Regions from separate parts of the Danio rerio genome. Here region 1 is linked to region 2. Evidence: chromatin contacts called from public HiCAR-type data. All regions are on one chromosome and are shown on one strand. The core of a region is the stretch at or near the end of the contact, and the rest is flanking DNA. Distances in the headings are between cores, read along the strand shown.

Region 1 (5,525 bases), core at 324-2,823, 230 kb before region 2:
TCATATGCATGGGACAAATTCTGGACTTTTGTCAATGAGGGGTGAGTCTTTTGAACTACCCGAACTACCTGGCTACGGGCTTGCATGTCTACTTTCCTAATTTAAAATATTAAGCATGTTAACAGATAGATATTTTTCTGATCCCATAACTCTGTGGTTCGTTGTTTTGCAAAATATTAACAAATGTTTCAATGTAATGTTAATATATAGGTTTTTTGTATTTATGTTTTAAGATTTTTTTTACTGCAAATGTTACATCCATAACGCTGGAATGGCTCCAGTGTGTTTAATCAATGTTGTCAACTGTAAGGCTCGCTAACTGAACACAAGATGGCGGTACAACTGCTTGAGTTGCACTCGCTAAACCGAACTCCTGTCTCTACAAGGCCAGTGATTTACTCATTTTTGTTTGTCTCAAAAGCATTTCAGTGGCATTTAATGAAATATGTGTGTTTAAATATGCTTTGTTCTAATAAAAATTTGACAACAAAGACAAACGTAAATGAAAATGAATACGTAACAACTTTTTCATAAAGAAGATGAGAAATATCAGGTGCTATAGTAAGACCGACAGAAAGAAACACACACACCACATAGCCTACTCAAATAATACCTGCGTGCATATACAGTTGTTAACATTTAAGGGGGATAAAAAAGTAAAAAAAAATTGTCCATAATTTTGTGTTGTTTGACAGTTTTAAGTAAAACTTCAATATATATATATATATATATATATATATATATATATATATATATATATATATATATATATATATATATATATATATATAGGCTAGTAATTGACTTTTCAAGTGGATCAACCCCTTTTATGAAAGTCTATGGATGAAATGGGGCATACGGTCTATGAATGCCTCACAAAGATCAGTAGGCTATAGGCTTACTTGCTAATTTCAGAAAATCATAATCTTGTCTTATACAATTCTAATACCACTCAACCTTTTCAGTTTTAAAGTCAGACTTGCCATTGTAGCCTATAGGTTACAACTTGTTTTCTTTCATTCAGTAATTTTCCTTTGGCTTAGTCCCTTTATTCATCAGGGCTCGCCAGAGCGGAATGAACTACAAACTTCCAGCATGTTTTACGCAGCGGATGCCCTTCCAGCTGTTACCCAGTACAGCGAAACATCCACACACTCATTCACGCATACAGGGCCAATTCAGTTTATTCAATTCACCTGTACCGAATGTCTTTGGATTGTGGAGGAAACCCAAACGAACACGGGGAGAACCTGCAAACTCCACGCAGAAATGTCACAGAATCGAACCAGCGACCTTCTTGCCGTGAGGCGACAGTGCAGCCACCAAATTGTTTTCCTATTTAGATTTATTATATGACATAACTAACAAAATTCTCGACAGTTTCATGACGTTTTCGAGAGAAGCGTTTGGTAAACCGGAGGATCAAGTGAGCGAGTTTAGGCTACAAGGAGGACCCAAAAAACTCTCGTGACGTCGCTAGTCATGTGACTTCGCCAAACTTTGTGCGTCTGCTTTCCACTTTCTTCCCTCTGACTCTCTTATAAGCAGGGAAAGTTTGACAAGTGTGCTTCAGTTTCTCCATAGTCGCGTACTTGGATTTGGTGACTGAACTTCAGAGGCGACGGAGTAAGTCCCTACAGGGCTCTCCACTCTTTACTTCTTTCCAGGTAAGTTTTTACACAGTCTTACAACTTTTCAAAACTTTTTTTCTTCTTGCTTCAAGACAATAATATACAGAGCTAAACGGTGGAAATATACTTTTTTAATAATTGCAAAGATTTATATGCCATTTTCATGGTAAATCGTAACTTTTACACAACGCTTCAATGAGTTTACACGTTCACAATTCTATTAATCGCCATGATATGATTCATATTTGCTATTTACTTTTTGTCAAAACGTAAATTATGCTATCATATTTTAGAATGAGCCTTTATTATTCACGTCTAATATTGCAGGAGACACAGTCGGTAGATTAATAAACTAATTTAAAAGGCATGAAGTTAATTAAAACAAAAATGGAATAACTTTTTGTTTTTGGGAGAAATTTATGAAGAAAAAACAGCCTCAATAGAAGTCACAAATTAAAAATACTGGAAACAATTAGAACAATAAATTTTTCTTATCGTATAAGATGTAATATAAATGTTTTTCTTCCTATTTTAAACAATTCTAATACAACTTTGTTTTTCGGAAAAAGGATATTTATGTGTCGTGAGGAGGCGCTGTTAAGACCTTCATTTCATGTAACTCTGCTTTATTATAGCAAACTTTAACCTGCAATTCTCAATCATTTCAACATTATTTTTGTAATCAATGTAATAACATTTTTTCCCTTTCAGTTTATGTTTGAATAAATGTAACAAACAATTTGGTGTCACATTAAGTGGCTTTAACTACTATGTGCTTACATATAAACTAATCCCTTGATACACCTATTGTGTACACTCATGTATTAACATAGTGTTGTGGCAATATTAAAATTCCATCACTTAGTAGGACACAAACATGTCCAATTATATTTGAAGATGATTTTATTCTCTTCCAAGAGGGTCAGACAGTCATGCAGAAACACAGGTTCACTGCAGAGTGTGACTAAGGGATGGCTTTCTCCCGCTTATATCAGTTCTTCAAGGTTACATTACAGACCTGCTGTACTTTTCCACGCAAGACAAAGAAATTAACAAAAATTCATCGTATATGTCATGCTAGGTTCCACAGATAGAAACACAAGGTTTATAAGCATCCACAATAGTACTTATATTTTTTCAATTAACTGCATGTAATTAATTATGTAATTTGTTTTTAGTTATTTAACACATTCCTTACATCTTAACCCATTCTTAAACCTACCTATATCACCAAACCTTTCCCTAACCTTACCCGTATTCCACCTCAATAGTGTTATGCAATACAATATGAACACAAAAGTACATTGTGCTTCAGCTAAAAGTTAAGTCCACCTAATATAAGGTTGGACCAACATTGTTTTATACTTTATTTTACAGCCTAACAACAAATCAAAGATTTAGTCAAATGTAGCACAGAAAAAACAACTGTAATTACTTCCCACTTATTGTCTAAACAAGAATAAAAAATATTTATCGCATTGTGCTTGTTTTCTTTCCCCACTTACAGATTTTAGCACTGTAATTATGCTAAATACATTCCACATACCCCATTCAAACTTTTTATTAGTGCCACGAGACCCACAAATTGTCCAGGATATTGAAGAGATGCTCTTCTTCATGCCTGCACCACATGAAACAGGCAGTTCTTTAGAACTTCTTAAACAGTTCCTTATGATATTTGACTTTCCATGCTGCACTGGGAAATTAATCAAAGACTTGCTTCCCAATTCAGATTTGAAGCGAATGGTATTTTCTGTATTTAAACATCTCTGAAATATCTGGAGGACATCTTGCTGAATAAACAAGGGTCTTTAAAATCCCTAGTCAAGCAATGTCCTATGCTTGGCAATGTTTTTTAATGGTATTTAAGATCTTTTTAATCAATGGATGATGACTCACTTGCTGTAAAAAAAACTATCATGCTAGCTTTTATTTGTGAATGTTTAATTCACTAAGCAAAAGCCAGTTCTGGCAGTTATCTTTACAACCTAAAACTTAACCCCTACTTGTGGGAGCCACATGTTTGTTATCCGAGACCAGGTGTAGTTTATATTATGATAATCCTGAGGTCAGCTTTCATGATTATTTTCATAATAACATCCTCAGCAGGTGCTGAAACTAACACTTTCATTATGTGCCTACAGTGACCTCAGATTAAAAAAAAAAGTTTATGGACACATAAGCCACACTTCAACGTGTTTAAATGTCATCTTTGCATTACATAATCACTACAACTTTTCAAAAAAAGCCAAGTAACTAATATATGTATATGACTTTATATTATAGTAGCATGAACTTGAAGGGGAACTGTTTTCATAAATGCAGTAAAAGTGATGGACTGTTTGGTTAAAAGAAAATAATGTGAAGTATTATTTGTCACTTTGATAGTGTGCATCTAATACAGTGACATTAAGACATATTCAAGTGTCACCAAAGTGTCTAAATACATTTGATTACATATGAGCTTTCTATTTTCAGCTAGAACTCCCTCAAGATGGGTGACTGGAGTGCGTTGGGAAGGCTTCTTGACAAGGTGCAGGCCTACTCCACGGCCGGAGGGAAGGTCTGGCTCTCTGTGCTCTTCATCTTCCGGATCCTTGTTCTGGGAACAGCAGTGGAATCGGCCTGGGGTGACGAGCAGTCAGCTTTCAAGTGCAATACCCAGCAGCCTGGTTGCGAGAATGTCTGCTATGACAAATCGTTCCCCATCTCGCACGTGCGCTTCTGGGTGCTTCAGATCATCTTCGTGTCCACGCCGACGCTCCTGTACCTGGCGCATGTCTTCTACCTGATGCGAAAGGAGGAGAAACTCAACCGTAAAGAAGAGGAGCTGAAGGCCGTGCAGAACGACGGCGGCGACGTTGAGCTCCATCTCAAGAAAATCGAGCTCAAGAAGTTTAAGCATGGCCTAGAGGAGCACGGCAAGGTGAAGATGAAGGGTAGCCTGCTGCGCACCTACATCTTCAGCATCATTTTCAAGTCCATCTGTGAGGTGGTCTTCCTGGTCATCCAATGGTACCTCTACGGCTTCAGCCTCTCTGCCGTGTACACATGCGAACGCACGCCTTGCCCTCATAGGGTGGACTGTTTCCTTTCTCGGCCCACCGAGAAGACCATCTTCATCATCTTCATGCTAGTGGTTTCGCTCTTCTCGCTTTTGCTCAACATCATCGAGCTCTTCTACGTGCTCTTCAAACGAATCAAGGACCGCGTCAAAAGCCGACAAAACACACAGTTTCCCACTGGCACTTTGAGCCCCACGCCGAAGGAACTGTCTACGACCAAATACGCGTACTACAATGGTTGCTCCTCACCAACTGCACCGCTCTCACCAATGTCACCTCCAGGCTACAAACTGGCCACCGGCGAAAGGACCAACTCTTGCCGCAATTACAACAAGCAGGCTAATGAGCAGAATTGGGCCAACTACAGCACAGAACAGAATCGCTTGGGCCAGAATGGCAGCACCATCTCCAATTCACATGCACAAGCCTTCGACTACCCTGATGATACACATGAGCACAAGAAACTGACGCCAGGGCATGAGTTGCAGCCATTGGCGTTGATAGATGCACGGCCGTGCAGCCGTGCCAGCAGCCGCATGAGCAGTCGAGCGAGGCCTGATGACCTGGACGTCTAGCCATGCCACATCCCAACGCTAGAGGACTGACACAGGCAATGAGACATGCTCATCTCCTGTAACGAGGAGGCGAGGCTGAATCCTCGCAAGTTCCTCACTCTAGACTCTAGTCGATACAGAGACATAAAATTACTCACACTGCTGGAGGTACTATTCATTAACAATGATGTTGAAACTAGCAGAGCTAACATGCCCTAACTACCGAACAGTCAAGGGGGCTCGTCCGGGACGAACGGCACTGAACTTGCCACGTC
Region 2 (5,139 bases), core at 473-2,972:
CTATAATGTAATTGATTCTGAATATATTATTGCAATACATACACGTGTCATTTTAAAATACACAAGAGAATACTCACTTGCTCACTTTGCCCTGGTGCAAACTGTCTGAACTGCAACTTCAATGATGTGCGAACAGTATCTGCTGTCAAAACAGGGGAAAGGGAACACAATTGTAGTTTTATAGAGGTAAATGTGTAATATTCTGTTGTCAACTTATTTATTTTATAAACAATTTTGTTTAACACAGTCATTATCACAGATAAAGCAAGCTGTATGTGGCAAGTCATGTGATATCAATATATTTGCCCTTTTAGACATAGATATATACATACATACATATATATAGACAATTTTGAGAGATGTAAATAAAAACAATGGGCCCAACTTATTGTTATTGTTTTACATTTTTAATTTCTATTTATAGATTCTGAGAATCCAGAATGAGCCACATATTGATAAATAATGTTAAGATAGTTGTTTTAAAATTAAGTTATGATTGAATTGTCTCTTGTTACAGTTTAAAAAAAAGTTTGATAACAAGCAGGAAATGTTTAGAGGCCAATGACATCACCACATTGAAATGGTATATAGGCTAACAGTTACTGAACATTTCATTTACACCCTTATTGGTCTTGAAAATATATACTGTAGGCATATATATTTCCTTTAAGGAGCACTCTGTCACAATTACATGCCACTATATTACAAACAAAAGATTTATGAACAGTTATGAAGCACGCATCATGTAACATCGTCAAAAAAAGTAAAAACTATTATACTTCATCACAAGCAAAGTCTTATTGTGATTCCTAAAGTAAACAATACACTATACCTTCTCTGTGACAATTAAAACGGCTAATTAATATACAATAACTTACATTTTAGACAGACAATTAGCCAGTTAGCTTCCTTCTCAACAAACTAATTAAGTTCAAACTTTCAAAATAGTAAATGAGCGTTAGCAAGCGACTCACAGAATAAAATGCGCAATGGAGTATCGCGAACGAGTGGAACGGAGCGACGATGAATTTCTCCCAGCGTTCTTTACTGACTCGTTTTAAACTCCACTCCGGGTTTTCCATTTTCTTTTCCTTCAAACAATTACGGTGAACAGAAAACATCAAGGGCAGCTGTATGATTTGTTTAACGAATTTGGCTATAGTTCACCCCTTACAAAGTTCCTATTTGATATGTTTACACTGTATGTTGATTATTTTTGTTTCATTTTTTTTGTTTAATTGTATGCTTAGTGTTTAAATCATTGGGCTTTTCTCAGCCCGTCTGTGAAAGATACAGTGGAATTGAGTTTTTCCTAAATTGTTATGGCTTTTTTAATGCAACTATAAAGCTCAAATGCAGTTGTATCAACCTTTATTATATAATTCGTTTTCTGTGCATTTGTGATTTTATTGTTCACTTATCTGTTAGCAAAATGTGAGAAGTTAAATTACATTTAAAATAAATGATTCGGGTTTTTAATCTGTTACATTTCTTTATATTTATTTACAAGAGATTTATTTTTGTATTTGTGCAACACAGACATTTAAAACACGTCATGGTGTTGTTTTATTTCTCTTGGGGTAGAAGAGTAGCCAATCAGGTCCCTGTTTTCTCAATGGTGCGCATTCATTGGCTCACACCAACATGCGGATGACAATACACGTGAGGAACCTTACGTAAGTCAGCAACGCACCAATCACAGCTCTCGAATCGTGGAAGTTGTGTGTAGTTGCGTCGCTGTTTTCCCTGGTGCGTGTGTTTTGTCTACACGAGAAAAAAACTGAGTCATATTAACGTTATTTCTTTTCTGCAGCGTTTCATTTTCATACCAGCAAAATGAAACACAGCTCGAACGTCCCCGCATTTCTTACCAAGCTTTGGACCCTCGTCGAGGATTCGGATACGAATGAATTCATTTGCTGGAGTCAGGTAAAAAAACAACAATGTTAGCATTCTAGCTTAGCGTCAAAATCGTTTGCAATCCTTGTTCTAAGGCTATGTGATCAGCTGTAGATTGTGACGGATGTGTGTCAGATTATAAATGTCATACATTGTTTTGTATTTTTTCAGCATTGTATTTTTGTGTGTATTAAGATTAGGGATATATATATATATATATATATATATATATATATATATATATATATATATGTGTGTGTGTGTGTGTGTGTGTGTGTGTATATATGTGTGTATGTGTGTATATATATATATTTATTGCTTAAAGTGTTTTTTTAAGGCTTAACTAGGTTATTAAGTTAACTAGGCATGTTATGCTAGTTAGGCAAGTTATTGGATAATTCTTGTTTGTTCTGTAGCGAAAATAAATATTTGTTAAAGAGGCTTATTACATTGACCATTAAAATTTTCAAAACAAAAAAGACCTTCAGAATAAATTTTTTTAGTAAATGCTGTTTAATTTTCCTGGCAATTAAAAGCAAAAAATCATAGGGCTAATAAATCTGAGAGAGGTGGGTATATATTACTTAAAATTGTCTTTAAAGGATTAGCAGATAATGTTCAGGCATGTAGATATCTCCATTTTCCTCCCTTTAAATAGGTTTTCCTATAAATAATGTTTGCAAAGTATCAAAAACACAGCATAGCACGAATAACTTTGTACCAAGTATGGATCCCTGTGGAATACCTTTGAGGTAAAGTTGGTTTTATATTCGCACATTCTGACTTTCTCCTTAACAATATAATTTCAGAAAAATATTCTTTGCAAAGTTAAGTCATATTTATTTTCTGCAGGGTTTCATTTTCATTCCAGCAAAATGAAACACAGCTTAAACATCCCTGCATTTCATTTATTACCAAGCTTTGGACGCTCGTATTAAGACTAAATATTGTGTTGTAGGTCTTTAAATCATTTATTTTTTCATTGCAAAGGGATATAATCACAACAGCTGTTAGACAGTTTTACAGAAAATTCTCTAAATTAAATTCCCCAATCAACAAAAAGAAAACTGTAAACAGTAACATAATTCCTCATGACAGTAACAGGGCAACATATCCCTTTACATGATCTCCCATTTGTACAAAAACTTTTTACAGAAGTAAGGGGGAATGGACATAACATTTATAAATGGGCTTGAAACTATGTTGAAAAAATATTGACATTAAAATATGTGGCTAAGAAATAACTAAATTTAGATTTTTTTTATGCATTTTCTTGTGTGTTGCAAGCTAAACAATCCATTGCAAAAAATGTTTAGATAATTTATCTAATGTTTAGAACTTTAGATAATTGTTATTGTGGCCTAAAAAGTGTTTAGCTTTGTATAAGTCTAAAATTTCATTCCAAATGGTCTTAAATGGGTCTTAAATTTGACTTGATGAAACCTGCTGAAACCTTGAACTTTGGATCAAGTACTGACCCCTGTGGAATACCAAACAGTGCACTAAAATTAAACTCTGTGTCAAGGTTTTTTTGTGTGTGTGTGTGCTCTGCAGAATAAGAACAACATGGTCTTTTTTTAACAAAGCATTGTTTTTCTTTATATTTTATAGGAAGGGAATAGTTTCCTTGTACTTGATGAGCAAAGGTTTGCAAAAGAGATTCTCCCAAAGTTTTTCAAGCACAACAACATGGCCAGTTTTGTACGACAGCTCAACATGTGTAAGTTGTTTTACTTCTCTATCCCTGAACAGAATATCTTCATTATTATTGTTTGGCTGTAATCTGATATCAAAATTTCTTTCTTTGTCTTCTTGTTCATTTCCTGTTCAAACAGATGGATTTCGCAAGGTGATGCACATTGATTCGGGCATAGTTAAGCAAGAGCGAGATGGTCCTGTCGAATTTCAGCATCCATACTTTAAACATGGGCAAGATGACCTGCTGGAAAACATAAAAAGAAAGGTAAGACACCTGTATATTACAAAGAAAGGAGTCTTGAAAATATTTGAAGGATATATTTAGTTTAATTTTATATTATTATAAACAATCTATTTCTGTTGATATAGGTGTCTAATGCGCGGCCTGAAGAGAGTAAAATAAGGCAAGATGATCTTTCAAAAATTTTGACCAGCGTTCAAAGCGTCCATGAGCAGCAAGAAAATATGGACGCTAGACTTGCCACCCTGAAAAGGTAATAAAATACACTTTATAGTTCTGGTAAAAATGCATTCATCAATCAATCAATGTTTTAATTCAGTAGAACATTAAAGAAGATTTTTTTAGCTGAAACTGTGGTCTTTGGTGATTCATATTATGCAGGTCAAAAGTTACTGACATTTTAGGAGTCAAAGAAAGCGTACAGGCAAAACAGAATTTATGCTATCTGCTCTTGAGGTCTTATGAGGCTAAACGATTGGTCTGTGAAATGAACAGAATGTTTTTACAGCATTTTCTTAATTCACAGCTACTGCAAACATGCTTGTATCTTTTTGTTAGTTTGTTTGACTCTTAGGGCCTACTCGCACTATGCTATCCGAACCGTGCTCAGGCCCATTTCCTGGATCGTTTAAGAAGTGTGAATGCTCTGAATCGGGCTCAGGCATGGTTCACTTGGCCGGCCGTGGCCTGGTTGGAAGAGGTGTGCCAGAGCGCAGTTCACGAAAACCTGGTTTATACTTCTGCGTCAAGTGACCGTCGTAACCCACGGCGCACGTACCTGTGCATTTATACTTCTGCGCGCTGTCTCTGTTGGTCTGCAATAACACTTCCGAAACGCTAGTTGGCAGTGAGGTGTTAATGTTCCTCTGTGTCGAGTTTCTTCGCTGATGTTTTGCTTTTCCTGAACACTTCCGGGATGTACAAGTGGCTCAAACTCACTCATTTTGAGGCAGGAACCGGCGGACGTGCAACAACTTTAACTATGAGGTAAACACAAAACAAAACTTTCCATCCAGAGCTCTTTCACGGGACTCCACACTTGTAAACAATTGCTCCATCAGGCTCGCACCATTCACGCGGCTCTCGGTTCCGCCCAGACTCGTCAGCGATACCAAGCCGACCAATCACAGAGATTGCGCTATGCGTCGTTGCAACGTGTAGTTACATTTTTTGAGAGGTGCACGTCAGCGACGCCGACGGCCACGGCGAAGGGCTATGCATCAGCGCCGTAGCATACGCCGACGTTTGACGCGGAAGTATAAATTAGGCTTTGGCGCGGTACGCTTTGTGTGAGTGCAAAA

What was found. HiCAR-type assays count read pairs that join an accessible place to other places.
Region 1: a HiCAR-type map of caudal fin shows a contact between it and region 2, with 11 times the contacts expected there. The contact joins the promoter of gja1b here to the promoter of hsf2 in region 2. A contact is called at or near these places in 4 of 18 Hi-C or Micro-C datasets (caudal fin, fibroblasts, hematopoietic stem cells and 1 more) and 1 of 4 datasets of contacts at active chromatin or transcription factors (caudal fin).

The regions. Positions count from the first base shown.
Region 1 is chr20:44,008,118-44,013,642 of GRCz12tu, reverse strand. It overlaps gja1b (gap junction protein alpha 1b), which reads left to right and starts at 1,573. Exons shown (of 2, transcript NM_131038.1): 1 at 1,573-1,667; 2 at 4,110-5,525. The coding sequence starts at 4,126. The coding sequence ends at 5,271. It also overlaps a transcript of gja13.2 not described here.
Region 2 is chr20:43,774,834-43,779,972 of GRCz12tu, reverse strand. It overlaps hsf2 (heat shock transcription factor 2), which reads left to right and starts at 1,722. Exons shown (of 12, transcript NM_131867.1): 1 at 1,722-1,929; 2 at 3,511-3,619; 3 at 3,735-3,862; 4 at 3,967-4,091. The coding sequence starts at 1,837.